Linked DNA regions of Mus musculus: region 1 is linked to region 2. Evidence: chromatin contacts called from public HiChIP or PLAC-seq data. All regions are on one chromosome and are shown on one strand. Each heading gives the region's core, a stretch centred on a gene start, on an enhancer-like site or on the middle of the called end of the contact. The rest is flanking DNA. Distances are from core to core; before and after follow the strand shown. Region 1 overlaps Gm45904 (a long non-coding RNA gene). Region 2 has its middle 27 kb from the start of Gm39253.

The links. HiChIP or PLAC-seq counts read pairs in DNA pulled down with a chosen protein or histone mark.
Region 1: an H3K4me3 HiChIP or PLAC-seq map of embryonic basal ganglia shows a contact between it and region 2, with 4 times the contacts expected there. The contact joins two enhancer-like sites. A contact is called at or near these places in 2 of 115 datasets of contacts at active chromatin or transcription factors (astrocytes and embryonic basal ganglia) and 1 of 9 other capture datasets (embryonic tail).

What each region holds. Positions count from the first base shown.
Region 1 is chr8:112,905,670-112,908,418 of GRCm38.p6, forward strand. All of the region lies in intron 1 of Gm45904 (a long non-coding RNA gene), which reads right to left. Among named protein-coding and RNA genes, the nearest start is that of Gm45904, 15 kb to the right of the region's middle. Within about 2 kb of position 1,297, at least 46 of the 459 cell types and tissues checked have an H3K27ac peak or open chromatin away from gene starts, as enhancers often do. A contact at or near this core is called in embryonic basal ganglia, where this site is marked.
Region 2 is chr8:112,268,456-112,271,568 of GRCm38.p6, forward strand. No RefSeq gene overlaps it. Among named protein-coding and RNA genes, the nearest start is that of Gm39253, 27 kb to the right of the region's middle. Within about 2 kb of position 1,311, at least 33 of the 459 cell types and tissues checked have an H3K27ac peak or open chromatin away from gene starts, as enhancers often do. A contact at or near this core is called in embryonic basal ganglia, where this site is marked.

The DNA.
Region 1 (2,749 bases), core at 47-2,546, 640 kb after region 2:
GCACTCTGATCTCAGGACAGCTGGTCTGATAACCAAGATGACTTCAGTTAGTCAGTGGGCTGGTAGTGTTACAGTGTGTACACACTGGGCAAAGAGGTGTTTCTCATCCTAGAGTTGGACACCATAAGAAGGATATCATTATGATACTCAAAATGATAGGTCATTTAAAACCTATGCATTGTTTGTCTCTGGACTAATTGATATATATATTTTTTTCACACAGTTGATCATGGGTAACTGCAGCCACAGAAATAGAAATTGTCTCTAATAGGGGACTTTTGTAGACTAAATATGACACAATTGGAAAACTTTTTTTTGAATTAATTTTTTTAATTAGGTATTTTCTTCATTTACATTTCCAATGCAGTTTTCCTGGATCAGGAAAACTTTTTTTTTTAAACTTGCTTTTCTATTAATGTTCAAAAGAAATGAAAAAAAATAGGCAACCCACTTATGACAAATGTGTATATATTTCAAATTATTCCCTCAGAAATGTTACCCCCACCTCCTACTGAGAACTTTTCTGAATTGAAATGGGGTTTGTCTGACTACAGGGCTGGACCTTAAACTCTAGCATCTGGTTGTTTTATATCTACACTCTCACCTCATTGGAAAACTCAGTAAATACTTCTTGCGAGTGTTCTCCCAACCCTATATTTGATTATAAACTTGCTTCCTCATGCCAGTTTTTTTTTTTTTTTTTTTTTTTGCAATGAGTTTTCATGGATACGATAGGCCAGACGCTTGGCAAAAGATTTGTGAATTATAGTTACCTTTGCATTCCTGTCTGGGAGATCTGCAAGGTTTGCTAGGTACCTGGCGATAGCTATCTCATGTGCAGTAGATACTTAATAAATGTTTGAAGCCAGTGGGCAGGAGGAGCCCAAAAGGTAGAAGGGATACTGTGGTTCTGCTGTGGGTTTTGATTTCTGCTGGACCTTGATGGATAGATAGGCTTAGGACAGGAAGAAAGTGATGGAAAGGGAGAGTCACTATGAATGGGTGTGGAGGTGCAGAGGGGGTTGCCTCGTCTTCCCTTTCATTATGTGCAGATGTGCAGAAATTGGATAAATGAAAAGGGAGATGAAAATTGTACCATTCCAGTCATTTTCTCGGCAGTCATCCCTCTGAAGGTTGGTTCTGTAGCTGCTGGCAGGTGGCCAACTTGCTAAGTCCTCTTAAATTGACAGAGAAGCCAGATAAATATCCACTCTTGGCAGCAGTTCCCTGACAGATGGTCTGGCATTCATGGCGTAATCCCAGGCAACAATAGTAAAGCTAAAAACCTTCTAGCCCAGCAGCTCCCGGTTACTGAAAGCAATATGTAACTAGGATTTCAATGTGCTTGCAGTTACTGGGGTGGGATGAGGGAGACAGAACCCGTATTATAACCGAGAAATCACATCGTTATTGAGGAGGGTGACTATCAGATGGGGTGGGGGAGGGGAGCCTTTAAGACTTGAAATGGAAGAATATAAGAAAGAAGCATACGCATTCCTTTGCTCCAAATGAATGTTAGCAATACACTGAAGACTCCAAAGGAAATGGAAGATAAATGAGCTTCTAAGAAGGTCCATTCAGCAACCTTTTTTGGTCAGCAAGTTGGATTTTTTTTTTTTTAATTGACAAGAAAAAAGAAAACTCCAAACAGCTTGTGAAAGTCCTTGATAGCTATAATTATTTGTGTTGCTATTTCTGATAGTCATTAGTCCATATTTGAGAAAGAAGGACATGTAGCCAAAGGGTGGATGTGTGGGTTCTGGACAGGCAGAAAGTTATTGCATCCCCTTAGACTAGGGCCTTTATCCTGACACGGCCACTTGCTGCTGATGTTAATGTCATTTTCCTAGAGGAATTCCCCTTCTGTGGATCAAACATTTATTTGGGAGAAGTCAGCACATGGCGTTCTAAAAATCCACCTGTTTTATTGACTGCAGAGTGAATTAAGCTTGCAAGCAGAGACAAGTTTGAGAAGAGAATATGAGCGTGAGTTATGTCTATGTACATATCGACAGGATGCCATTCTGCACCCCATAATCATAGACATATTAGGGAGCCCTGCCAACAGGATTTGGTGCCTAAATTGAGATCTTGAGGAAGTGTGAAACTTCATCAGCCGTGGGACAGATTCAGGCAAAAGACTTATTGATGCCCTGAAGCCCTTTCGAGTCATGAAGCTATCTATCACCTCAATCGGCTGTATTGGCAGGAGAAGCTGTTTGAAACTTGTCCTCTCAGAATAATTACAGCCTTGTAGTTCCTGTTTGGAAGGAGGCTGTGATCAATGGTGAAACCCCACAACTTCATTTCAGGTTTAGCCGGGAAGTTAATGGTAGCCATTTTGCCCATTGGTTTTAATTATTTATTTCTTAAAAAAAATTAATGAGCTTGCTTGGAATTGGTACTTTTATTTTGTTCTCTGTTTGTTACTGGGCAGTTACAGGTGAGATACATTTTTATAGATTCCTAACATCTATACATAAGGCAAAAAAAAAAAAAGTCAATTGTAGCATCTACAATTCTGAATTCAGTAGCCTAAGGTTACTTAGGAAAAGCTCTCACCTGAAAGAGATAGGGTTCCTCAGTGTGCAACCTCTCACCCTGTTTGCCCCTGACTTATCAAGGTATGTTGTTGATGCTATTGAGAGAAGAGGAAGTCCCTGCTGGGGCAGGGAGAGGGCTGCTCTCACTATTTATTGAGGAATGATGATCTAAAGGGCAATGATCGGCTAGTACTGAAAACTAGTGA
Region 2 (3,113 bases), core at 61-2,560:
TTTTAACTTCTCAATGATCTTAATTATGTGTGGCTCTCCTGTTGTATCCTTGATCAAAATCCTATAGGTCTTTCTTTGCTGTTCTAAATGCCAATCACCCTGTATATGAATTCACTCTATTTGAGGCAGTGGCTGGAGATCTGGGCTCCATACGCTTTCTCTCGCCATCACGTCCCCTTACATGTCTCCTAAGCACTGCTGCTGTGGTCGCTGCCTGTCATTTCCCTGGCACCATCTGTAGACTGATATTCTGCCAAGGGATTTGTATGGATTCCAAGTGAGAATTCGGCTTATTTAGTTAAGAGAAAAGAAAGAAATTGATCAATTCCTATTCTAGCCCACTCCCCCCAGCCTCCAGTTTCCTCCCCATTCACCCTCGTGTGGTGATATTCCTGCAGCTTTGAAATAGAATCAGATTTCCAGGCTGCACCATTAAGCTTTCAGCCAAAAATTGCACTTAGCCAGAAATGCTCACAATCCTAATAGTTGTGAGAAATAAGACACTTGATTAAAAGGCGGCGCACTTGTCTATATCTTTAATGTGCATTCCTAATGAGTCTTAGCAGGAGGCTGATTCACATGAAAACGCACAATTAGCCTATCCAAGTTTAACACACTATTATCTACACCCAGGCCCTCTCTTCATTACCATCTGAATGCCCTGTTTTCTTTGGAGTTTTGTGCAGGAAACAAATCCCTATATATGGCACAGGCAGTTTCAAATTCCCATTTATCTGCACTTGCCCTTTAGACAAAAGGCCCAAACAACATGCTCTTTGATGCATTAATTTTCCAATCTCTGGCTATTTTTGAAATTGTCATGTAGCCTGCTTCCCTTTTCCCAGGGATTCAAGTCAGTGCACAGGGTGGAAGTGGATACAGCCGGGGGGATTTGTTTGTTATTCCGAGTGGAGGTTATACTGTCTATCCCGGCATTCTGGGGCTTAAAGCTGCTCGAAGGGACAGTTGAAATTCAGTTCGATATTGCTTGGATTTGATGTCACTACGACTGTGCACAGCTCCCTACTGTAGAGTTTTGAACTGAGGGGTGGGGGAGGAAATAACGAGATTCCTGAAGTAAAATCCACGAGAATGAAAGTTTTATTGAATTCTCATCCTGGATACTACTCTCTGACCTTCCATTAATTGTCAGCGTTTCTCTTATGCCATGCATATCCCACAGTCCCGCCGACTGCCTCTGATATGCAAAATCCCACTTATTCTGAATTGAGTAAAAGTGAAGGGCTGGAGAGATGCTGAGCACACGCAGGCACACAGTTCAGGGCACAGGCAGCAGACAGCTCTTCCCTGCCTGCAACTCCAGCTCCGGGGGATCAGGCTTCCTCTTCTGGCCTCTGGGGGCACCTGTACACTTGTGCACACAGCCATTCACAGGCACACACAGGCACCTGCACACATGTGCACACAGCCATTCACAGGCACACACAGGCACCTGCACACTTGTGCACACAGCCATTCACAGGCACACACAGGCACCTGCACACTTGTGCACACAGCCATTCACAGGCACATAATGAGATTTTTAAAAGAAGTTGGTAAGACCCTATGTAACTGTTTAATACTTTCTCGAATTTCACCTCACCTCAGGTGTCTTTTAAGAGTTGACCTTTCAGAGAGAGTTAAAAGAATTTTTTTCTTATGATAAAAGTGGTTTTTACTCTTATACATGTGTACACATGAAGGTATGCACACCCATGCACACGCATGTGCAGGCCAGAGATCTGTGTCTAGTGACTTCCTCTATTGCTCTTTACCTTAATTTTGGAAGCAACTGATGCTGCTGAACCTAGACATTAACTGATTGGCTAGACTGGCTTGCCAGGGAGTCTTGTCATCTTGTGATTATAGGCACGTGCTACCATGCCTCATGCCATTTATTTATTTATTTATTTATTTATTTATTTATTTATTTGACCAGGGATCTGAACTTAGGACTTCATGTTTGTGCAGCAAGCCCTTTACCTACGAAACCAGATTCCTAACCCTGTAGTTTTTGCTTTTGAAAAGTGAATTGCAGCTGGGTATGGTGGCACACCACCTTTCATCCCAGCACTTGGGAGGCAGAGGCAGGTGGAGCTCTGTGAGTTTGAAGCCAGCCTGGTCTACATCATGAGTTCCAGGACAGCCAGAGCCATATAGTGAGACTCTGTCCTGGGGGCAGGAATAGCAAAAGCAAAAGCAACAAAACAAACAACACCCCCAAACAAACAAACAAATTACAAATCTTTTGCCATGCAGTGGAGGCACACGCCTTTAATCCCAGCACTCAGGAGGCCGAGGCAGGTGGAGCTCTGAGTTTAAGGCCAGCCTGGTCTACAGAGTGAGTTCCAGGACAGCTAGGACTACACAGAGAAACCCTGTCTTAACAAACAAACAAACTAAAAAAAAAAAAAAAAAAAAAAAAGGAAAAACAGAAAGAAAGAAAAGTGAATTGCATAGGGTCTTATTAAGCACTTAATAATTTTAGGACTACTTGAATGACATGCATTTTGCTGACTGATACAGTGAAACAGACAGATATGACATTTGATGCCTGAATAGATAAAACTGTTACTTGCTGCTAGGTGATGCTAGGGATAGTCTGTTAAGGGGTGGGGAGAGAAAGGCTACGGAAGGATGCACGCTAGATCAGAACCCGAGTTATCTGTTTCTTCTCCACCACTGGTCTGCTTATAAATTTTTCTCTCCATTCCTGCACATGTCAGAATTCTTCTCTCCTGTTTCTAGCACCCTCTATAAGAATGCTGGAGCAATTTTGTCTGTGCTCCATTTTTGTGAAAACTAGTGATAAAATTATAAAGCAGGTAGTGGTGTGTACAAAATCATCCAGGTTGCAGAATGTAAGGTCTATGAGAAAGGCACGTATTTATGCATTTGAACAGGAGCAATACTGTGTTCTATATATTGGAAAAAATTTAGTACAATAAAATACAATTATAATGTTAAAAGAATAAATACTTCAGAATAAATTGATAAAAAAGAAAGTGTAAAAAGATTTCTGCTTGAAGTCCAGGGTGGGGAGATAGGTCAATGCTAGAGTGCCTGGCTAGCATATGTAAGGGTCTGGGTCTGATTACTAGTGTGTAGACACA